2 separate regions of the Bos taurus genome follow, and region 1 is linked to region 2. A link is a contact called in public Hi-C data. All regions are on one chromosome and are shown on one strand. The core of a region is the stretch at or near the end of the contact, and the rest is flanking DNA. Distances in the headings are between cores, read along the strand shown.

What was found. Hi-C and Micro-C count contacts between places; a contact is called where the count stands out from the background.
Region 1: a contact with region 2 is called in a Hi-C map of liver, with 4 times the contacts expected there. A contact is called at or near these places in 2 of 11 Hi-C or Micro-C datasets (liver and skeletal muscle).

The regions. Positions count from the first base shown.
Region 1 is chr14:19,344,175-19,350,370 of ARS-UCD2.0, reverse strand. The region is part of intron 5 of SPIDR (scaffold protein involved in DNA repair); the gene reads left to right. Among named protein-coding and RNA genes, the nearest start is that of SPIDR, 59 kb to the left of the region's middle.
Region 2 is chr14:19,179,863-19,185,529 of ARS-UCD2.0, reverse strand. The region is part of intron 10 of SPIDR (scaffold protein involved in DNA repair); the gene reads left to right. Among named protein-coding and RNA genes, the nearest start is that of CEBPD, 55 kb to the right of the region's middle.

The sequences.
Region 1 (6,196 bases), core at 2,676-5,175, 170 kb before region 2:
GGTACGGCAAGGGGTAGGGAGTCTCTTGGTCTGCTATTCTCCTAGCTCACGGTTGTGTTCACCAAATTGGAAAGTCTTGCATACCTCACCATTCTGAATTGTGTTTTTATTTAATTTACATTTTTAAAGTTTTTATACAGTTTAACAATTTTTGATGTACAGTTATTACAAAATATTGGCTGTATCCCTGGTGTTGTACAGTATATCACTGAGCCTGTCGTATACCCAGCAGTTTGTACCTCTTACTCTCCAACCCCTATATTACCTCTCCCCGCACCTACTTACTGGTAACCTGTAGTTTTTTCTCTACATCTGTGAGTCTGCTTCTTTTCTGTTGTATTCATTGGTTTGTTGTAGTTTTTAGATTCCACATATAAGTGAAATATCATACAGTATTTATCTTTCTCTAACTTATCTCACTTATCATACTTACTAGGCTTATCATCTGTGTTACTGCAAATGGTAAAAAATTTCATTCCTTTTTTATAGCTGAATAGTATTCTGTTTTGTGTGTGTATGTACCACATCTTCTTTACTCATTCATCTGTTGTTGAACACAGGTTGTTTCCATGTCTTGGCAATTGTAAATAATGCTGCTATGAATATTGGGGTGCATGCCTCTTTTTAAATTAGTGGGGCTTTTGGATATATACCCAGAAGTGGAATTACTGAGTCCTCTGATAGTTCTAGTTTTAGATTTTTGAGAAACCTCGATATTGTTTTCCACAGTGCTGCACCAATTTACATTCCTACCAACAGTGTACAAGGGTTCCCTTTTCTCTGCATCCTCAGCAACGTTTGTTATTTGTAGACTTTTTCATGATGGCCATTCGCACAGGTGTGAGGTGGTTCTCATTTTGGTTTTGATGTGCATCTCCCTGATGACTAAGTGATGTAGAGCATGTTGTCATGTGTCTGTTGGCCCTCCGCATCACCTTGTAATGAGAACTTTTTGTGGTATCTCATTTTGGTTTTTATTTGCTCTTTAATAGCTAAATGGCTTTGAACATTGTTTCATGTGCTTATTGGGTATTTGTGTATACTTTTATAATTTCTCTCTTCAGTTTCTTTATTCTCTCTTTCACATGGAATTTCTGTTCAGATCTTTTACCTATTTATCACTTGGCTTATTTGGGTTTTTACTGTTGAGATAAAAGAGTTCTGTATATAGTGTATATATGTGTTATCTGATACATGACTTGGTAATATTTTCTCCCATGTATGAGTTGTCTTTTCACTTTCTTGATACTGTCCTTGGTTGCAAAAGGTTTTTATTTTGCAGAAGTCCAGTTTATTTATTTTTTTCTTTGATTCCTTGTGCTTTTCTTGTGTCATATATAAAAAACTATATAATATATGGTCATGCAGATTTAAACCTATGCTTTCTTCTTAGATTTTCTGTAGTTTTACCTTTTAAATACTGATGTATGATCCTTTTTGAATTAATATTTTACCTGGTTTTAGGCAGGGTGAAATTCGTTCTTTTTCATGAGTTTGTCCAATTGTCCCAGCACCATGTGTTGAAAACCTGTTCTTTCTCCATTTAAAGGTCATGGTATCCGTGTCAAAAATCAGCTGACTATATGTGGATGGGTTTATGTCTGGAATCTAAATCATTTTCCACTGATCTGTATGCCTCCTCTTTTGCCAATTCCATCCTCTCTTGATTAGTGTAGTTTTGTAGTAGATTTTGAAACTGAAAAGTTAGCATTCCCTAACTCTGTTTTTCTTTTTCAAGATTGTTTTGGCTATTTTGGGTCTGTTGCATTTACATATGTATTTTAAAATGAGTTTCCTATTTCTGTCCTCTTCTGCCCCACCCGTCCATGGCTGGGAGGACCTGTTTCCTTCTCCTGGTGTTGGTGTGTGGGAGCATGAGGAATGCAGAGGAGCATTCTGCAGGAAAGAGACCACATTCTAGAAATGACCTAGTAGTGGTCAGGGCCTGAAGATTTCAGGAGAGGCATGGTTGGAAGAGTGCTGTTCTACTTTTATGCTGTAAAATTCCTAACTGTAAATGTAACATGACCAGAAAGCCTAATTATTCACACATTCCTGGTTAAGACTTGAGGTCTTCAAACAAAATCTAACAACCTTTGAGAGAATCATTGGAAGTTAGTGATTAGGTGATACAATGTAAGAAGAGTGTCATTAGTAGAGATAGAACCAACATTGACTAAATGGCATCGAGGAACCGGAGCACATGTGTACTGTTTCAATACCAACATGTCCTAGGAGCACTGTGAGTGATAACCGTAGTCACCTTTTTCTTGACTGGGAGTTATGAAATTAGTTTTTCACTGTGGCAGTAAAAACCGCAGATATGATGTCTATACTACACCACAAAGAATATTTATGTGCATGATTGCACAGTAGATAGACACTGAGTGTCTGTTTTTCTAGTCCATATTTGAAAACTTCATTGATAAATCACGTAGCTCTCATGAGCCCATGAGAATTTTGTAAAATCAATTATTTATTCAGACAGTTGCTTTACAAAAACCATATGCTCAGGACTGCCACATAGCCTAGGGGTTTACATCAGTGAACAGAATCCAAGTTGTCGGTGGGATGTCAGCCTTGCCGTTCTTTTATACTAATTGATAGGATCCCTGAGAACAGGGAATGTTTTCATGAGTTAAGGGTAGAGTGAGTAGTATCAGTTGAGCTTGCATTGTTTTACTTTAAACAAAGGTGTTATTTATAGTGTCTCTTCATGGGTGAATGCACACTGAGGAGTATGAGTAAAACATTTCTTTAACTAGATGTGTGAACTTTGTGTTCTTAGGACTGCCTCTGAGGGGCCTGGGCTGGGTGGAGAACAGGAACTACAGCGTTCAGGTGTTCGTAATTACAGCCTTCAATCCACAGTAGAATTGACTTTTTAATTATAACAAAATCTGAAGCCTAGGCCTACTTCTAGGTGCAGTTTTGGTCCATGTAACCTTAGTTGTCAGTTGATGTCAAGATATTTAGATTAGTTTTAACATTCATCTGAGTAAATCATATTTGATTGAAAACAGAAGCTTTTATCAGAAGGTAAACCATATATATTTCCAGTTTTTTTTCCTTTGACTTCCTATGCTAGTATTATTTATAACTTACTTTAAACATAATTTGAAATAATTATGAATAAATAATTATGTCATAGTTTTGAAAGAGTAAGGTTTAAAGTATATGATAATTTTAAAAGAATAAATGTTCAAGATTTTTTAACCTTTTACTATGTTGAGGAAAATCATTTGACTACGTGATTCTGTCAGAGTTAAAGATGTGATAGGCCTGTTTGCTTTGATCTTAAGACATAGTTTGTGTTGTTGTAAGACGAGAGACCTATGAAACTATTTAGTAAAAATTAAGGCTGAAAACTAAAGGGTGAACAAACATCTGTGATTTCATCGTGGCCTTCTACCAGCGTAGACTGCCGAGTGTTTGTGGTTTGAGTCTTGTGTCTGTGAGTACTGTAGGACTCCTGTGGGTTTCCCTGGATCAGGAGCTGGTTGTGAACTGCTACAGTTCATGAGGATGAACTGTCGTAATGTTACACCAAGGATGGCGTTTTTGGAGTAGGAGAAAAAGCAGATGACAGAAACTAGAGGAAAAGAGATGCATTTTTTTCTGAAAGTATGTAGACTGCCTGCAGATTGTGTGTTCCTTGCCTCCTCATTTGCATCTCACCCTTGTGGACGAGTTAACGTAACCTGTGTGGGAATGACATAACTTTCCTATCTCTCACTTAATTCTGACTGCATCGTGTGAGGGGACTGCACGGTGGCCCACATTTTTCTCCAGGGCTTTCTGCGGAAGTGAGTCAATACGTTGTTTCTGGCTTTACTTGCTGGCCCTCCCTCCCATGCCAGCGCTGGGTGCATTGGAATTTTCCAGGTATATCATTAGAGGAGGCAGCACAGAAGGGCCGGAGCAAGATTCACAGTGCCTGGGGAAGTCCCAGGGATTGTTCCAGGAAGTACTGAAAGTGAGCCAGATGGAGTAGGGGTAAAAAAATGACCTGAATTAAAAATGGACAGAACACGGAACAGCCTTCATCATATTTAACTTTTATTATCATATTTAAAAACTGATTTAAAATGTAAGCTGAGATTTCTTTTTAGCGTGGATTTCAACACCTTTTTTTCTGCTTGTGCCAAGAACACAGTGTTCTGTTAAGTCATTCAGTGACGAAGACTGCTGGCTTGCTGCCAACCAGGGTCAAGTTCATTCAGATAAGCTTCAGTGTAGATAGTAAACTGAGTGAGGAACATTCCTCTGTCTTGGCATGTTAGGTGGGTTTGGAGGATCAGTTGTTTTCGAAGATTGTTGTGCTAATGTCACATTCTTGTCTGTTTGTTGACTCTGAGTCTGACTTAGTGAAATAGCGCTGCTCTCCTAACCATTCCAGACGAGTACCTCGCAGGCCCTGGATGAGCTCTGCTCTGTCATGTGAACTGTGCTTTACACCACTGAAGGGAACACGCAGGATTCAAGAAGTGCTCTTTTCAGTCACATATGCACATCAAAGCTGGAAAAGGTGGATTAGAAGCAAGAAAAATGCTATTAAATACCCATCTTTAAGGATTTTATTCATCCTTTCACTCATTGGAATGGTTCTTTCTTAGTTCCTTGGTTTAATTTCTCAGTTACCATCTTTGTTTTCCAGTTTCAGAAATTCATTGACTCTGTTATATTAAAAATTACTAAGTACACAGAAATATAACGACTAGAGCTATTTTGCCTGAAAATTACATTTAAACAGTTTTTTTCTGAAAGTATTTAATTTGTCAGTGTGTGATTGAGCAAACACATCTTGGCTTATAAGTGGCTTACTAGATCCTAGAAGATTACTTTTTTCCTGTTCATTGTAGTATTTACCCAAGGATAATTTGGAGTTGGTGTTGCTACTGATAAAGTTTAAAGAACGCGTGCATTACTTACTGTCTGCTGGAATATGTGGTTTGGGGGCCAGTGTCTGGTGATGGCCCTCTTTCTGTGATTGGTCACGGTGTCACATAATAGTTCTCTTCCTGTGACTGATCACCGTCTTACTCATTAATGCCTGTCTGGACTCGAGCAGGATGCCTTGTCCTCATCGGCTCACCGGGTACCAACAGTTGGCCAGTTAATGGATACCAGTCACGCCACGGGTCAGACGTGTGATGATGGAGCATTTAGGTCTGGGAACATATTTTATATCATAAAAAATAATCCCATGAAGCAAATAAATCATAAGCATATGCCTTTACAGACTTATTTAAAAGCAAACATGTTATCAAAAGCTGAAACATAAGTATTTGTTTGGCTAATTTTTCTGCCTGGGTTACTTTGGGCTTCTAGTAAAGCTTGAGCAGAAGAAACTTCTTCCATCAAATCTTCATGTAGCAAGCATACTAATTTACCACTCTTCCAAGGACCTTTGAACAGTATTAAATATTGTTAATGCAGATAGAATATGCACGAATTTCTCAGAAAGCCTTAGAATGTTAAGTGCTGGAAGGAATATAGCATTCCTCCCTTCCTCAAGAGGCATCTGTAGTGTTAGTAGAGAGTTAGGGTTGGGTATTATATCGCCATGGCACTCCTTTTGCTTCCATTGTGCCCTTTATCATAGCTCCCAGCAAACATTGCCTTTCTCCCCAGCTAGACTGAAGTTTCTTGAAGTCCAGGGTCTACCTGAGTGAGGGAATGAATGAATGAGTGAAACAGAGGCAAGACATGCAGATGGACAGTGACAGGGACTTTGTAAAAACACTGCTGGCAAGACTCATATATTCTCAAGTTAAATACCTATATCTGTGGTGAAAGCTGAACTAAATACAACTATTTAAATGTTCATTCTTATGGAAATTGAATAGCTGATATTCTATTTTTTGTCTATTTATTCTCCTTCATTTCTCTACTTTTATCAGAAAGCTTTATGCCTGCAGTGAGGGTGACAGGACAGAGTAATGGGGTCGGAGTGCTGTCATGGGAGCATGATTTCTCATCCAGTCACTGTGCCTGTCAGTACCCAAACTTCCAGATTGTAGTTGAGGGTACTTAACAAAGTATGTGTCCTGATATCATCAAAATTTTCAGCTGTGAGAAAAGCTAAGTGGAGAAAGATTCTGTACCTAATTAGGAAAAAGTTAAACAAATGACTGTGTAATAAGCATGCATGATCACATGGCTTAGCCACTTGAAAACGTTTTACCAGAATTTT
Region 2 (5,667 bases), core at 3,115-5,614:
AATAAAGGTCACTTGCAGATTTTGGAACAGAGTGACCAAGAAATGGTGGGGCTGTGGCTGTGTTACACAAAGAGGGAACACACAGGAAGAACCTCAAGTCTGGGCCACAAGACACAGGACACTGGGAGTCCTCTGATGATAAAGTCATAGAACTGGATTAAATGAGATCCTGGTCAGTTACCTGTGCTCACGTTTCCCTGGACCTAAATAAACAACAGCAACAACTTTAGTCTGTATATCCTGGGAAGGATAGATGCATTTATACATCTCTGTGCTAATGATAGGCAAAAAATCTAATTAAATCCTCTCCTTTGGTGGGTTCAGACTATTTCTTTGAAGACCTACACTCATATACTTCATTTTTGAAAAGATATCACTGGCATGATATATATGTTCTTTTAAAATTATAAATACCTTTCATCTGTGATCTGAGCTTCTCTGGTGGCTTAGCTGGTAAAGAATCCACCTGCAATGCAGGAGACCTGGGTTCAATCCCTGGGTTGGGAAGATCTCCTGGAGAAGGGAAAGGCTACCCACTCCAGTATTCTGGCCTGGAGAATTCCATGGACCATATAGTCCATGGGGTCACAAAAAGTTGGACACAACTGAGCGACTTTCACTTCATCTGTGTTCAACTGATTTTTTGACAGGGGAGCTGACATTTTAACTGGGAAAGAATAGTAATTCCCACAAGTAGCCCTGAGAGAAATGGATATGCACATGCAAAAGAGTCAAGTTGACCCCTGCCTCAAATCATAAATAGGAATTATTTCAAAATAGATCATGGGCCTAAATATAAGAACTAAAACTATCATACTCAAAAGAAAAAATAGGAATATGTCTTCATAACCATATATACTGGGCAGTTGTTCCTTACATATGACACCAAAAGTATATACACACCCCAAAAATAAATAAATAAAGGGGACTTCATAAACACAGAAATTTCTTTGCTTCACAGGACATTCAGGAAAGTAACAGACAACCTAGAGAACTGGAGAAACTTTTTGCAAATCACGTATCTGGTAGGGGATTTGTAACCAAATAAATATAAAAGCTAATGCAAAAAGTTGCATCATTATAAAAAAAAGATAACCCAAATGAAAAACAGAGGATTTGATTAGACACTTCACCAAAGAAGTTGGCCAAGAATCGCATGATATCATCATTAGCCATCAGGGAAATGCAAATCAAAGCCACAGTGTGATATATCACCTCCCACCCACTGGGGTGGCTGTAATAAAATAGACAGCCAATAATATGTGTCTACAAGGATGTGGATAAAGGACCGAAATGGTATGGACCTAAGAGAAGCAGAAGATATTAAGAAGAGGTGGCAAGAATACACAGAAGAACTACACAAAAAAGATCTTCATGACCCAGATAATCATGATGGTGTGATCACTCACCTAGAGCCAGACATCCTGGAATGCAAAGTCAAATGGGCTTTAGGAAGTATCACTACGGACAAAAAGCTAGTGGAAGTGATGAAATACCATTTGAGCTATTTTAAATCCTAAAAGATGATGCTGTGAAAGCGCTGCACTGAATATGCCAGCAAATTTGGAAAACTCAGCAGTGGCCACAGGACTGGAAATGGTCAGTTTTCATTCTAATCCCAAAGAAAGGCAATGCTAAAGAATGTTCAAACTACCGCACAATTGCACTCATCTCACATGCTAGCAAAGTAATGCTTAAAATTCTTCAAGCCAGGCTTCAACAGTATGTGAACCATGAACTTCCAGATATTCAAGCTGGATTTAGAAAAGGCACTCTTAGAGTACATCATGAGAAATGCCAGGCTGGATGACGCACAAGCTGGAATCAAGATTGCCGGGAGAAATATCAATAACCTCAGATATGCAGATAACACCACCCTTATGGCAGAAAGTGAAGAGAAACTGAAGAGCCTCTTGATGAGAGTGAAAGAGGAGAGTGAAAAAGTTGGCTTCAAGCTCAGTATTCAAAAAATGAAGATCATGGCATCTGGTCCCATCACTTTATGGCAAATAGATGGGGAAACAATGGAAACAGTAACAAACTTTATTTTTGGGGGCTCCAAAATCACTGCAGATGGTGACTGCAGCCATGAAATTAAAAGACACTTGCTCCTTGGAAGAAAAGCTATGACCAATCTAGACAGTATATTAAAAAGCAGAGACATTACTTTGCCAACAAAGGTATGTCTAGTTAAAGCTCTGGTTTTTCCAGTGGTCATATATGGATGTGAGAGCTGGACTATAAAGAAAGCTGAGCGCCAAAGAATTGATGGTTTTGAACTGTGGTGTTGGAGAAGACTCTTGAGAGTCCCTTGAACTGCAAGGAGATCAAACCAGTCAATCCTAAAGGAAATCAATCCCGAATATTCATTGGAAGGACTGATGCTGAAGCTCAAGCTCCAATACTTTGACCACCTGATGCAAAGAACTGACTCATCGGGAAAGACCCTGATGCTGGGAAAGATTGAAGGCAGGAGGAGAAGGGGACAACAGAGGATGAGATGGCTGGATGGCATTACTGACTCGATGGACACGAGTTTGAGCAAGCTCTGGGAGTTGGTGACGGACAGGGAAGCCTGGTGTACTGCAATCCATGTAGTCACAAAGAGTCGGACATGACTGAGCAACTGAACTGAACTGAACAAAGATGTGGAGAAACTGGAGCCCTCATAATGGCTGGTAAAATGGTGCAGCCACTTTGGAAAACAGTCTGGCAGTTCCTCAAGAATCTAAACTTCGCATTACCATATGATCCAGCAAAGGTACTCCTCGGTATAAACCCAAAAGAATTGAAAACATATATCTATGTAACTTGTACACTGACATTCATAGCAGTATTACTTGTAAATGCAAGAATGTGGAAACAACGCAAATGGCCATCAGTGGTGGATGGATAAATAAAATGTTACATATGCATATAATGGAATACTATTCAGCAATAAACAGGAGTTCAGTACTGGCACTTCCTATTAATATAGCTTGGATGCGACTTGAAAATGTTATGCTGTGTGAAATAAGCCAGTCTCAGAAGGCCACAGCTTCCGTGATTTCATTCCTGTGAAATGTTCAGAGCAGACAGATCCATAGAGAGGAAGTAGATCAGTGTGTTTGGGGGAGGGGAGAGCAGGGAGGCCCTGTGACAGCTTGGGGCTTTTGGACTAATGTTCAGGGACTAGACAGTGCTGGTGGTTGGAGAACACGTGTATGTACGTAATGCCACTAAATTGTACACTTTAGAATGGTGGAATTGTATGTTTTATGTGTGTTTTGCCACAATATTTTTATTTGGGTGAATTTTATGGCATGTAAATTAGGTCTCAGTAAAGCTGTTATAAAAATACAAAGCATATCAGCCTGATTGTTTTCAGGGCATTGTGCTGAGGCGAAAGGTTCAATCCAAAGATCCTATAGTAGATGACTCCATTTTTATAACATTTCAAAGTGGCCAAATCTTAGAAACCGAGGACAGATCAGCAGTTTGTAAATGTTGGGGATGGAGGGGAGGGAAGGGAGGTGGGTGATAAAAGACAGCCAAGGCGTCCCTGTGGAGGACCCTGGGAGGTCCTTGTGGAGGTGGGTGCAGGACGTCCACAGTGGTGAACTTCACAGCACCAGGCACACGGCACACAGATACCATCGGGATGGGTGAGACGTGAGCCCAGGTGCGTGGCAGCCACGAGTGTCTGGTGTGATGTCTGACTGTTGTCGGCCTGGGACAGTGTGCCACTGGGGGAAGGGGCAGAACTGACACCTCTGTCCATGGGAATTTCACTTCAAAATGTGTAAGAGGAGCTGTGTCTCTTTGAAAACTTGTTCTGGAGGCGGACTTCTGTGGCTGTGAGATGTCCTCTTCCGACATGCCTCGGCCCAGTCTAGTCTCATCTCCAGGGGCGGTGACTGCGGTCCAAGTCCAGGACTCCAGTTATGTCCTGGTTACTTGTGTCCTCCTTCAGACCAAGCTTGCAGCAGGATTTATTGTTTGGTTAATTTCACCAATGCAGTATTTTCCGAAAATAAAGAGGAAGTGAAAGTGTGGAAAAGGCCTTTCTCGGGACTTTTGCCATGCTTTAGTTACGTTTAGCAGGGGAAAAAAAAGGTTGTTATTCTTTCCTATTCACTGATATTAGAAAGTTTCCATGTCACACTTTTATTTTAGCAAAGAGAAAATATGATTTTTCTGATGAATAAAACCACATTTCCGTGCAGTAGAGATCATCCTGCTAACATCTCATGTTGAAAAGATAAACAGCAGGATTAACTGTTTACTTTAGGAGCGCGGTCTGCTTGTTTTTCAGGAGGACACAGTGTCCTGCTGTATCTGGTTTCCCGTCTGCTTGCGGCTTGGAGCTGGGAAAGGCCCTGCCCCTCGTGCTACGCACCCCCTCCAACCCTGCCCCCCCACCTCACACCGCACCCCCACCCGCCCCCGCCCCGGGCTGGGTCCAAATTCCCCTCCCAACCTCTCCTCCCCTTTCTGTCTTTCCTGCTTTTTTTCTCACTTTATCCTGGAATTTCTTCTGTTTATTTCTTAGATTGGGTTTAGTAAGGGATCATAACGTGGCGAGAAGGACCGTTGTTGATCAGAGACTGCTTCGGTTGACTCTGACCTAGAATAGAGCAGCCGGACCTGACTCTGATTCCGGGAATTCTTAGTGAAGTGCTCAGAACTGCTTCCACGACTCATGTAAACATCCACATGTCACTTCATCTGCTTCTCCCTTGGAACACAAGCATCCGAAGACACACGTGTGCACACACGCTCACTGGTTCTCTCCCACTCTGCTTCTGTGTCTGTGATGCAGAGCCAGTGAACGAAAGGAGGGAAAAATAAATATTTTTGAAAAGTTGGGAAGGGGCATTTGAAGCTTCAGAAATTAAATTATAGGCTCTCTGAAACCCCCTCTGTGAATCAACAGTTTTGTTTTTCTTCTTCCTTATGCTTGTTTTGTTGCTTTCACAGATTAACAGTACATGCACATTCAGAATTTTTTAAATGTTCTTTAGTTAGCATGATGAGATGATGAGACATTCAGCCCATAAGAGAAGGAAAGAAAGAAGCATTCTTAAAGACAAACATTAACTCCATGGTGGACTTTATACTTCCATGGTGATACGGCTGAGGTTGAACCCTGCACCTCTTATCTGTTATTTTGTTGCTGGGCAGGTGCTGTGCAGCGCAGCAGTTTTACTCCCTTCCTCCAGCCTCACCCTCCTGGCTCATGAATGCAAGAAAGTCAAGGCACTGCAGCCAAGGGCTCTGGGACCAGGCGAGCGGCGGCCGAGGGTTTGTCATTGATTTCGACTGCTCAAGCAGAGAGGCGCTTTCCTTACAACAGACCCGGGTGGTGTGGTCGGCACCTGAGGCACCTCCTGAGCTGGCTTCAGGGAGGACGGCGTTGTTTCTGAGCCCTTTCCACTGCCTCAGTCACTGTCCTATGGGCCCTTCACGCAGGAGATCGGCCTTTTACAAAGGGGCTCACACCTCTTACCACTCAGGAGAGCTGATACCTGACCAGAGAATGCCACCTTCCTGTCAATCAGCTTTGTCTGGTAGCAAATTGGATTTGCCTGGTGGGTGAAGGAAACTGAGATGCTTAGGTGCAGAGTAGGGGCAGGCTCTTCACCAGGGGCTAAACAGATTGGAGTTACCTGGATTGTGAGGGTCAGA